2 separate regions of the Bos taurus genome follow, and region 2 is linked to region 1. A link is a contact called in public Hi-C data. All regions are on one chromosome and are shown on one strand. The core of a region is the stretch at or near the end of the contact, and the rest is flanking DNA. Distances in the headings are between cores, read along the strand shown. Region 1 holds the start of PDLIM5 (PDZ and LIM domain 5). Region 2 has its middle 39 kb from the start of PDLIM5.

Region 1 (6,196 bases), core at 2,710-5,209:
CAATACTGATCAACAGTTTCTAAGAAACAGCTTTTGGAGCTGAAGGTGACAGTGAACACCCCACAGTTACAACCTTCTATTATATATGAAGAGTCTAAGGTCCAGATCAGTGACAGTTCAAAGATCTGGAGTCTGTCCCCCAGTTAAACGCTTTCCATTTTTGTATTAAGAGGGAGGGAAATATGCTTAATTGAAATCAATTATCCAATTTCCTTCCCCAACAGATCCTTTACGACAATTAACTAAATCTGCTCAGATCATATTCCAAAAGCAATTCTATTAAGTAGAGCACAGGACATTCAGAGATTTCAACAACTCAGCCGTGATGTTTCTAGGATTATGCATTGAGTGAACATCTACAACAAAATCTGTAAAGTTTGCTTACACTTGAGATTGTCAAAGGCATGTTGAAATCCTTGCCACCTTGCAGCCGGAAACCCCAGGGAGCTGGGCCAACCAAGGACACACTGTAGTTGCTCATGGTTCTAATGACGCAAAATCCAATCCCTCAAAATGAAAGAAACTGAAAGAAAATCAGATGGTTAACAAAGACGTTTATCTGAAAAGCTATTACATATTTAAATGTATTGAATATAAACCCAACTAAATTATCTTCAGTATTTTGTTTGGGGGGAAAGAGGGGATATGCAGAGTAAGTTTATATTAAGTTCTCATTTCAGTCTAGGAAAAGGAATCTATGAGCTAATATGCAATCTCTAAACTTATGCCAATTTCCATAGTCTAAAAATCCCATATCAGAGTATATTTCTAGACATTTGATCAATCTTACAACTTGCTAGAATACAATTTGTGGCTTCTTGCATACAAACTTTAATTCAAGGTACCTTACAATACTTTGTTTTATATGAAAAAAAGAACAAAACTGTATTTCAGGTTTAATTCAAAATGATTTTCCCCAACCTCTTCTGTCTGCAATTGGCAAGGGTCCATTTCACTTACCTAAATTCTGAGTTATTTTAACATATGAAGAGAACTACAAATGGTAGACTCTCATTCATGCTTTCCAAACAATAAATTCTTTAAATGAGAAGTTGTTTCTTGATGCATAAAAACTATTTTCTCTAATCATAAACTACAACTTGTATTTTCTCATATAGGGACATGGTATTTTCCACACTTAAATTATTCACTTTTCTAACAAAAAACTTAAAAAAAAAATTATTCACTTTTCCTTCAGACAGGCGATGATTGGCAATACTCTGGTGGTGGTGGTTTAGTTGCCAAGTCATGTCCAACTCTTTTGCAATCCCATGGACTGTGTGTAGCCTGCCAGACTCCTCTATCCACAGCATTTTCCAGGCAAGAATACTGGAGTGGGTGGCAATATTCTAGCACAGTGAGATTTGAGTCAGAACCTGCTTTTTGTTTTACATACACACCTAATCAGGCAAAGTGGAGTGAGCATTTACCACACAGTGTATAAGACTGACTAAACATGGTAGGAATATAGGGTTAATCTTATTGCATGAGAGGGAATTAGAGCTTTAGAAAAGAACCAGTGCTTTGATGCTTTCTTTTTTCTATGTTTTGCTCGAAGGGAGCTCAAAATGACTCTCATGGTACCATGTACTTTTATATAACAAAGAAAAACTGAAGGAAAAGAAGCATGATTCAGAGCTTGGTATTGATTGTTATGGTGATTATGTGGGAGAAATTAGGAGGAATAGGGATTTTCTAAAATGTAATACTAAGAAATGTACTATTTTCTTCTTTAAAATATTAATAATATAACAATAAATAATTTAAAACCACATTAAAAAAAAAAAGCTGCTTAAGACCCACTTCCTTGGAAAAATCTGTGTTGTTTAACCAAATCATTACCTGTCCTAAAATATTTCATTTTTTTTAACATATTCAAAATTTCTACTCCACACATCAATTAATAGTGGCAGATATAGATATTTGAACAACTGGGAGTATTAAAAGCAGGCAGATTCCATCTTCTCCTATGGGGAAAACGAGGCAAAATTTTCAAGTAAGTCTAAGTTCTTAAAGAAAATTCAGTGAAAATCTGCACTACATCTACCAGAGAAAAAGAGAAAGCTTCTCCCCAAGCATAGTAGTTCACTGAACTACTAGGCAACAAAACTAGTACTAATGTAACAGGCACCAAAAAGATGAAAAGGCCAAACCAGACATCAAACTATTAGATACAGGTGAAAAATGGACATTAAGGAGGTAATAAGGAGCCACAATCCATGGGGTCTCAAGAGCGGGACACGACGGGACTTAGCGACTAAACCACCCAATATACATAATTGCTTTCTCCCTATAATAAAAGCGTTTCTGAGAACTTGTAGAGAAGGACTATTTGGATGATGGCACACAATATTTATCAAAAGTGTATAGAGCCAACAGATATTTCACAGGCAATATGCCCATCCTTTTTTTTTTAATCTTTAACTTTTCCTCAAAAGAAGAACGTGAAAGTTAGGCTCAACTTTCCTAATCCCATTGTTCCCTACAAGAAAATGTATTTAATTCATATATTAATCCATGTACCTGCAACTCTCTTTACTTGGGAGTTCCTTTCCTGCTTTCCCCCATTTGTTATTAAAATCTCTAGAACTGGCAAGTTCACACCCACACTACAGAACCAGTGTCAGTTCATTTCCAGTCGGTGCCGTTTCCCTCCCTTTGCTAGTTTCATGTGACTTGAAATAGAAGTCAAAGCAACAGTTATATTATTGGCCTTTTCCAGGTCTGGTTATTAGTGCCCAAACTCTTCCTAAATTACCAAGGAGGCAGGAAATATTGAGCAGCCTTTCTTCTTTCAAATAAGTAGGAAATGTTAGAACTTCTGTATAGTGTTGGAGTTTCTTTTAGGGAAAGTCCAAACAATGTTTTCGCTCTAGGAAGCTTGGTATTTCCCACACTTCTATCCTAACTTCTTCAGTGAATGGGAAGACTGGAAAGAAGAATTCGTGATGAATTGCTCAGAGATGGGTCTGAAATTAAAGATGTATCTTGAGATTCTTTTTCTCCCCAGATTGAGAGACTGTGGAGGTAGAGTGAAAGAAATAAAGCCACAAGCAGCGGATGAAAGTAGCCGACGAGACAGTTTCCCAGCAGAGAGGTTCACGCCTAGCCCTGTTTGCCAAATAAGGTTCCCGAGCCGGCTGTTTCCGAGGCAGGCGGGTTCCAACGTCCTCGTGGTCAGGAAGGCGGACTTGGGATAGGATCTGGCGATCACACCCTAGACCTGCCCTGCCCAGCGCAGCCACCAATTTTCTTTCCAAGCTCTGCCCTATCCATACGCCCTTCCTTTTTCCACTTATTGTCAAACGAATTAGAGGCACTGCCTAAAAAAGCCCCAGCAAGTACGCAAGCATTAATAAATCTGGCGTTTACGACAGATCTGTTTTTTAAACAAACTTTATTCCCCTAACAGGTTACACAATCCTAAATGTTGGGGGGGGGGGGGGAGCGTGAAATAAATGCTTCTCAGTAGAGTGAGCGCAAATAAAAATTAGCCCCGCTTCCTCTCCACACCTCCAGGAGATTGCGCAGGACGCAAGTATCCCCAGACTCCAAGGTGGGTACCCAGACGCGCTCGGCACCCGGATGGTGGCCCGCCCTCGCCCGACTCCTGCGCCCCTGCCTTAGCCGTGCTAGTCCCAGCCCGTCCCCGCTCTAGTGCCCCTTCTCCGGCCTGGAGCCCGCTTCCGCACCGCCGTTTCCCTGGTAGTCCTCTTCCCACGCCACTCTCCACCTCCGCAGATCCGCGTCCAGCAAACACCTGAGAAGCTTCCCAGCGCTAGGCGCACCACCGTCTCTCCCTAAGCAGGACTTCTGGCCAAGCTCTCAGTGCACGGCGATTCCTTCTTTCCCTCCTCCCTACCCAGGTTCCGAGACGCGCATCCCCTGCAGGCAGCGGCCACTCACCTCGGGTGCGGCGCCGCGATGCCTCCGAATCAGACGAGCGCTGACAAGTGACTCGCGGTGCTTGCGCCTTCTCCACGGCCCGCGGGAACTTCCGCCTCCTGGCTCCCGCCCCGCCCCCCCCCCTCCAGCCCCAACACACACACACACCGGCCCCGCCCCCGAACCAGGACACACCCCCTCCGCTCCTGGCCACGCCCCGGACCCGCAGAGCTGCGGGGAGCTGAGAGAAGGCTGCGGGTGAACCTAGCTGAGGGCTAACTGCAGCGAGTCGGAGCTGCTGCGGAAAGACAATTGCAGTACGGAGTTTCGGTGGGACCAGTCTTAGGGGGTTTTGAGCAGTACCTGACAATGGTCCGCTCTGCCTGTTTGTTCTGTCGTGGATGCATTTTTCTCTCCAGAAACTGAATTGGCAAGCAGTTGCTTTGGCTAAAAATAGGAGAGGGCTTTGGATAAATCCGTATCTATGCAAGTTCAGCGGCCACTGCCTGGTTTTTTGAGCAAGCTTTATGTGCCCGGAGAAGTGAAGACTTTAAAGTTGACCTGTTAGGAAAGGGAAAATCAGCAACTTTAATATCTAGAAGTTAAATCCTCTAGTCAAACCAGAAGACCGTGTTTAAGAGCAGCGGCCAAAGGTGGTTCAACCATTATAACCTCAGCTTATTTTTCTAAGTCCAGATCAATAGTCCACTTTCCAGTTTCTATAAAGGTGCTTGATTTAGCCCAAGGGATTTATTCATGAGCAAATTTGAATAACGTTCAGTGAACATAAGAGAAAGTAACTTTTAGGCTTGTTTTGAACTGTAAATTGGCTTATAACATGTGAAAAGGACAGTTCTTAACCATGGAACTTGTAAAGCAAGGCTGATGGAGTCCGTGGGTCCCCAAGAAGTGCAAACAAAATTCTAGAGAACACCCAAAACTGCTCTGTCCAAACTGGTAAACACTTATCACATGTAGCTACTGATATTTGAAATTTATTTACAGCGACTGAAGCACTGAATTTTTTGTTTTATGTATGTTTAATTTAAATTTAAAAACTGAAGTAGGGTAACATGCCTCCGTTAAAAACAACTTTGGTGTTTGGATAGGAGTACATTTCTCTTTATCACTGAAAACATCGTGTCCAAATTGTGCTACAATGGAAATGGATTTTGAAGACTTATTATGACAAATATAATATAAAATGTCATTAATAATTTTATGTTGATTACATGTTGAAGTGGTAAAATTTTTATATTTGTTAAACATGCAATTAAACTTAATTTTGCTGTTTTTTAATGTGGATACTAAGATATTTTGAATTACCAATGTTGACTGACATTATTATATATTCACTGGACAGCACTAGTCCATAGTTTTCATCACATTCTCTGGAAGATTATATTGGAGGGAAGGGTTTTCTAGTGTGAACTGGTTTACAGAGTGCTTTAATATTTGTTGTCATGTTTGACATCTCCCTCCCAAAATATATAAATAAATAAACAATAACAATAGCTGCCACTTACAAATACCTACCATACGCTGCTGCTACTGCTACTGCTAAGTCGCTTCAGTCGTGTCCGACTCTGTGCGACCCCATAGACGGCAGCCCACCAGGCTCCCCGGTCCCTGGGATTCTCCAGGCAAGAACACTGGAGTGGGTTGCCATACGCTAGACAGTGTTGCCAATGGCACAGGCAACTTGTTAAAACTGTAAAAATTCTTACTACACTTAATAATTCTTCTAACTTTATAAGACAAATGTCATATATATAGTCAAGAAAACTGAGGTTTCAAGAGATTGCAGCTGGTAACACTTCCACAGGGCAATGGCTAGAATTACCCTGTAAGGGTCCTCTCTCTGCTCCTCCTCATCTCTTTGCTGCTAATACAATTAATTTGATCCTGAATGAAACCAGGTTGACTAAAGACATCAAGAAATGCAGACAATGTGTAGAGGTATCACTATAAGATAAGCATCTTGAGGCGGTGAAGAGCTGGGAGTGTTACCTACCTATGCAAATCAGTGTTAGCCTATAGATAGCCTACCTCTGAATCCTCTTTCTCCTCCTACCACAGTTTAAAGTCTGGGGTGTTGTGGAAATGAACCAAATTCAAGTAGAATACATAGGCTGATATTTATCCAAGTGTTCTCCAAAGTGCCAACTGCATCAAAATGGCACAGGCAACTTGTTAAAACTGGCCTCCAGACCCAGGATCCTTGCCAGTGGGCCCCAAGAGTCTGTTTTTTTTCACAAACAAAAAATTTTTCGTGAAATGATTACCTGGATGTTTTTTTTTCATATCCAGG
Region 2 (6,196 bases), core at 2,014-4,513, 39 kb after region 1:
CAACCTAGATAGCATATTCAAAAGCAGAGACATTACTTTGCCAACAAAGGTTTGTCTAGTCAAGGCTATGGTTTTTCCTGTGGTCATGTATGGATGTGAGAGTTGGACTGTGAAGAAGGCTGAGTGCTGAAGAATTAATGCTTTTGAACTGTGGTGTTGGAGAAGACTCTTGAGAGTCCCTTGGACCGCAAGGAGATCCAACCAGTCCATTCTGAAGGAGATCAGCCCTGGGATTTCTTTGGAAGAAATGATGCTAAAGCTGAAACTCCAGTACTTTGGCCACCTCATGTGAAGAGCTGACTCATTGGAAAAGACTCTGATGCTGGGAGGGATTGGGGGCAAGAGGAGAAGGGGACGATAGAGGATGAAATGGCTGGATGGCATCACTGACTCGATGGACGTGAGTCTGAGTGAACTCCGGGAGTTGGTGATGGACAGGGAGGCCTGGCGTGCTGCGATTCATGGGGTCCCAAACAGTCAGACAGAACTGAGCGACTGATCTGATCTGTTCTGATCTGACACTAATATAACCAAGTTTGTGTTTGCCAAGGTCAGCTTGTTTCAGAGATGGTAAATCTTGCTGTACTGGAGTTATGCTGGAGACGGAGAACAAGACAAGTTATTTGAGTCTCTCTAAATGTTTGCTGAAACCACAGGATGAAAACTGCTTCCTCAGTAGGGAGAAAATGAAAACAATCACATCAATGCCTCTAAAGAAACATCCAAACAAGTCCTGATTTATGAAGACCTACATGATGGTTTTAAAAAGGTATAATGGTTTCTAAAATTTCCATAAAGGGAAGAAAGTAAAATTAACTCTAAATTGACTCTTTTTCAGGTACTATCACATAAAGATATTTCTGGACTTCTTAGTTGAAGGCTGCTGCTGCTGCTGCTGCTAAGTCGCTTCAGTCGTGTCCTAATCTGTGTGACCCCATAGACGGCAGCCCACCAGGCTCCCCCGTCCCTGGGATTCTCCAGGCAAGAACACTGGAGTGGGCTGCCATTTCCTTCTCCAACGCATGACAGTGAAAAGTGAAAGTGAAGTAGCTCAGTCTTGTCGAACTCTTACTGACCCCATGGACCGCAGCCCACCAGGTTCCTCCGTCCATGGGATTTTCCAGGCAAGAGTACTGGAGTGGGGTGCCATTGCAAGACAGTTCTTTTTTTTTTTTTTTTTTTAATAAAGGAAATGGTTGCCAACTACTCTGTGAGTGAATATTTACTTTTTATAAACTCCTGCTCATGCCTAATAATGTCTCCTATGGAGTTCAGTAATCTAGATTGGGGGAGGATCAATTCCACAAACTAAGTCAAAGGTTCTGACGAATCAGGACCAGCTTTTCTGAAGTGTTGGTAATGCTTCAGTGTAACCTAGGATTCAATAACCTGTATGTTAGTTAAGGTAAAATCTTCAAGCGTTTAAATCTTACACCCGAGTTCCAGATCTCTGAGAGTAGCAATTTCATAATGGAAAGTCAGTTGCTGGGTTTAGCTTTGAGTTATTTCTTTCCATGATCTACGACATTCATAAAAGAATATCCACTCCAAAAGATTTTCAAAATGACATTTATTATGTGTCCCTATGCTCAAAGCTCTGTTGGGTTGTTTTGCTAAGGCATGTTTTTTAAAAATACCATTCTTCCACAGTGTAAACAGGAAAGATTTGGAGTGGGCGGATTAGTCAGAGGATGGAACCAGGGAAAGCATGTGGGGATGGAGACTTATTATGGAAGCATAAAGTGAGAGAAGTGACATTTCTTGGCTCCGTTCCCAGTATTGTTTGCCAGACATGTTTTGTGTGTGAAACAAGCAGCGTTAACACCCGATAGTACCATTTTCTAATCAACTGGTAGTACCTTTAAGGGAAATTAAAATTCCAAAGGATTAATTAAAATTAACCTTTGATATACTTGCCAAAGGCAAACCTAAAGAACAGAAGCAACACTGAGGAGCCTCACTAGTTTCACTTCTGTCATCTGTAATAAATGATTAAGCTTTGCCAAAAGCAAACCAGTTACTTGTCCTTACTGTGTTTAAAAGATTCATGTAACTCACTCTCAGATAGCAACTGTGTCCCAAAACAACTGGCAGTGAGTCGTGAAATGGTCTTCAACCGAATTTCAGTCATTTGAGCAGTGTGGCCAAATCATAAGGCTCATTTTCCATGTCCCTAAACCTCAATCCTGTTAAGTTAGGCTACAGGGAAAAAAAGGAGAATAAATTAAATCCAGCTGTGATCATTCTGCATCCCTCTACATAACCCTAGAGATGTTTATGCGACTGCAAGGTTTCAAGGAACATGTTATGAAAATCCCTGCAAACTCTTTGTTGTTTACACTGAAATTCCCAGGAAGAATTAGAAACTTCAATAACTGTGAGGAAAACAGGAAAAGGGGCCTTTGATCAACACTTAACCTCTATTGTAGCTTTCAGTGGTAGAGCATCAGAAGAAACAACACCAGTTATTTGTAGGAAGAATTTGGAGAAGGGTGTTTTTACACTAAAATTTAACGTATTCCCTAAAATTATTAGCTAAGTGACTAGTAAGGAAATGTGAGGGTGGAGGCACACAGGAGGCACATCTCCTCCTGGAGAAATGTAAGCGAGAAACTGCAAGTTTAATATGTTAAAGATTACGTTAGTAAGGACAAGAACGTACAGTTTTAGACATGCGGAAATATTGTCTGTGTCTAAAGAAAATCTACATGAAGTAGCTTTTAAAAATCTAAAAGCCTAGGAAGCTGGTTCAAGTGAAGCCCTGATCCTGATTCTGAGCTTCAACTCTGTTCTTTTACCTGTTCCTTGTTTTATTCGTAAGCCCAGGCATTAATGAAGGGTTGAAGTTTAAATTTAATTTACGTTTGAATTTAAATTCGTCTAAATTCATCACAGGAGGGAGCTGGAACACCTAAGATTTTGATTGAAGAAACTTTCTAATTCGTAAATTTATAGCCAGGCAGGTAACTGTTCAATTAATTGGTTCTTTGTGTGTATAAATGTTTCTCATTTTTAGTAAGTGAGAAGTCACCAAGAATCAGACTATCTTTCAGAAATGTTGTCAGAAATGTCTGAGATGTTTCCCTTCTAGCTTTTTCTCAAACTGAGGTGAGAGAAGGCTCTCAGAGAGAGGTCCCAAAGCCTCTCCCTTGCTCCCATGGTTGCTACTGAATTAGGAGGAGCTGCCGTAACCAAGGACCGTATTCCTTATATGGACTTAAGCAGTGTGCTCTTCAAAGATCTGTGCTTGCTTGTATTGTGCCAGCTCAGCATTGGCTGTTCTCAAGGGAAAAAATTGTGAAACTTCACAAACCTGAGTTAGAATTAGAGATCATAGCAGCCAAGTCATAGTTCATGGTCAAGTGCCAACAGTTTGACACTCAGGGGAGTCAGGATGAAGGGCATCTTATTAATATGGATTGACAGTGTCAGAAAGGTGAAGTTCTGCCTCCTAAACCACCATACCCATTTAAGAGTTTTTCCTTAAAAAGAAATTGACTGGCAGTGAAGATTTGAAATGCAGAAGGGAAAGTTAGTGGCATAAGGTTTAAAAAAAAATCTATACTTTGGAGCAGAAAAGAAATAAAGCAACTAATTCAGAGCTGAATGAAAATAGAATTTGGGATGAAGAAAATCATAGGATGTGAAAATGGGGGGAAAATGGAAAAATTAGAAAAATACAATATAACAGACCAGGTAATACTGCAAACTTAAAAACTGCAATAATTCAGTGTCTTACTATATTTGCCTTTTAAGTATTAACTAAATTTGAAGTATTTCTAATGATGGGCAATTTAATACTTTTGTTGGCAACTTAAGTTCTTGGCTGAACTTCCTAGTGCTATTAATGGACATTTTCCCTCGCCTGCCTGTAAAAATACATCACTGAAATATTTTTAACAGCAAACCTTGTATGAGACAGTTTACTTTCGTGACCTGTCAGATACCTGTGGTTGCTCCTAAGTAGCCTCACTTGTAAACACTTGTTTGTGGATTATTTCCCCTCAAATTGGTGTCATCTAAAAAAATAGTAGTAATAGTGTATTCATTGAGGATGCACTATATATGGCTAAAACTTCACTTTACAGGATTTCACACCACTGCAAGCACTTTGGTTGCTTCCAGGAATAATTTTTAGGTCTCAGTGGCCCTGAAGAAGGATCTGCTTCTTCTTTAATACAAACCAAAGCTGCTGCCGTGTTATTTTTCTTTAATCTTCAGCACTGTAAGTAACAAGAACCGGAGAGCATAAACAAAACAACAACAAAAAGAATTTATTTTTAAAATGAGCTATAGGGGTGAGGGTTTTAGACAAGTATAAAATACCATTCTCTACCAGGAATATACTCACATTATATAGATCAGAAATGGCAACTAAGTTTCCTTGCATGTGTTTATCATGGTCATTGATCACTTGCTATGGAGAATCACATTAAGAAGGGTTTAGAGGTTTAGTTCAGGCTCAACAAGAGAAAGTGTTCTGATTTGGAAATCTTCAAGAATTTTCTCAAAAATGTTAAGTTTAGAGGAATTATGGTTATATTTGGCAAGGAGAAATGTTCTAGCCAGTACACAGCACAGAGATATTTATCTCTACCCACCACTACTATTAGAATACTACTAGTATTCTGCTGAATGAATAAACTCATTTTCTAAAAAATTAAAGATCTCTGAGACATTTAGAAGAGCTGTTATTGTAGTTGTTTATAGTTTGGTAGTAGTTAATGAAATAATCTAACCCCTAGGTGAGATCAATTGAGCCATGGGAGTGAAATGGGAATTGATTATGGGAGAAGAGAAGAAGTAATAATTTGTGGGCAGGAGACACTAGAAGGCTTCCTAAAATGTAAAATTCTTTTGAGAGATTTTGGCTGTCTGGATTGCCAGTGTCTTATCTAGGTCACTGATGAAAATATCAAATGGAACAAGGCTTTGGTTTGACACCTGCTAAACATTATTTATGTCTTAAGGCTGACATCAAACCATTTGTAACCATTCTATTTATAAGTTTCCTGAGCACCCTTCTGAGTTTCCAGATATAAACTATAGTAGTGCTCTTGGCACTTGGCTGGTAGATTTGCCTGAAAATACAGATCTCTGAATTATCATAGGAATCTTCTTTCATAACTTTACTTTCCTCTGTAGCTCCAGGATGGTGGAAATTGTATGAGACAAAGATAGAAAGATTTTTATTTTAGCTCTAGAGTTCTAGCTTTAGTTAATTGTGTCATTTTGTACAAATTGGTTAATCTTTTTGGACCTCAGAAATGAAGGTAATCCAAGATCAGTATTTCCCAACCTATCGGCCTCAAATTCCAGAATGTCCTATCTACTGCCAAGGGCCCACAAATGCATGTGCACCTGAATTGTCTGACTAAGTACACTACCACATGTGAAAGATTGTGGTTACTGTCTCCAAAGAGGACTTTTGAAAATGGAGGAAAACATTGTCATAGTTTTGAACAAGCTTCTTTCTCTCTTAGCTTTTAACACATAGACTCCTTCCTCTATATTTGACAAGAGGAAGAATATTTGACAAGAGCTAAGAATAATCACTTCTGTTTTACAGTAAAATAACCTTGAGGCATAGAAAAGTATAATTAAGCTCTCAAAATTCTCCAAGCCAGGCTTCAGCAATATGTGAACCGTGAACTTCCTGATGTTCAAGCTGGTTTTAGAAAAGGCAGAGGAACCAGAGATCAAATTGCCAACATCTGCTGGATCATGGAAAAAGCAAGAGAGTTCCAGAAAAACATCTATTTCTGCCTTATTGACTATGCCAAAGCCTTTGACTGTGTGGATCACAACAAACTGTGGAAAATTCTGAAAGAGATGGGAATACCAGACCACCTGATCTGCCTCTTGAGAAATTTGTATGCAGGTCAGGAAGCAACAGTTAGAACTGGACATGGAACAACAGAGTGGTTCCAAATAGGAAAAGGAGTACGTCAAGGCTGTATATTGTCACCCTGCTTATTTAACCTATATACATAGTACATCATGAGAAACGCTGGACTGAAAGAAACACAAGCTGGAATCAAGAATACCGGGAGACATATCAATAACCTCAGATATGCAGATGACACCACCCTTATGGCAGAAAGTGAAGAGGAACTAAAAAGCCTCTTGATGAAAGTGGAAGAGGAGAGTGAAAAAGTTGGCTTAAAGCGCAACATTCAGAAAATGAAGATCATGG

What was found. Hi-C and Micro-C count contacts between places; a contact is called where the count stands out from the background.
Region 2: a Hi-C map of skeletal muscle shows a contact between it and region 1, with 2.1 times the contacts expected there. The contact joins the enhancer-like site here to the promoter of PDLIM5 in region 1. A contact is called at or near these places in 2 of 11 Hi-C or Micro-C datasets (skeletal muscle and skin fibroblasts).

What each region holds. Positions count from the first base shown.
Region 1 is chr6:30,138,208-30,144,403 of ARS-UCD2.0, forward strand. It overlaps PDLIM5 (PDZ and LIM domain 5), which reads right to left and starts at 3,960. Exons shown (of 9, transcript NM_001077444.2): 1 at 3,907-3,960; 2 at 386-523. The coding sequence starts at 481. It overlaps LOC132345564 (a long non-coding RNA gene), which reads left to right and starts at 3,447. Exons shown (of 2, transcript XR_009495014.1): 1 at 3,447-3,556; 2 at 3,867-5,184.
Region 2 is chr6:30,178,013-30,184,208 of ARS-UCD2.0, forward strand. No RefSeq gene overlaps it. Among named protein-coding and RNA genes, the nearest start is that of PDLIM5, 39 kb to the left of the region's middle. Within about 2 kb of position 3,264, at least 6 of the 102 cell types and tissues checked have an H3K27ac peak or open chromatin away from gene starts, as enhancers often do. A contact at or near this core is called in skeletal muscle, where this site is marked.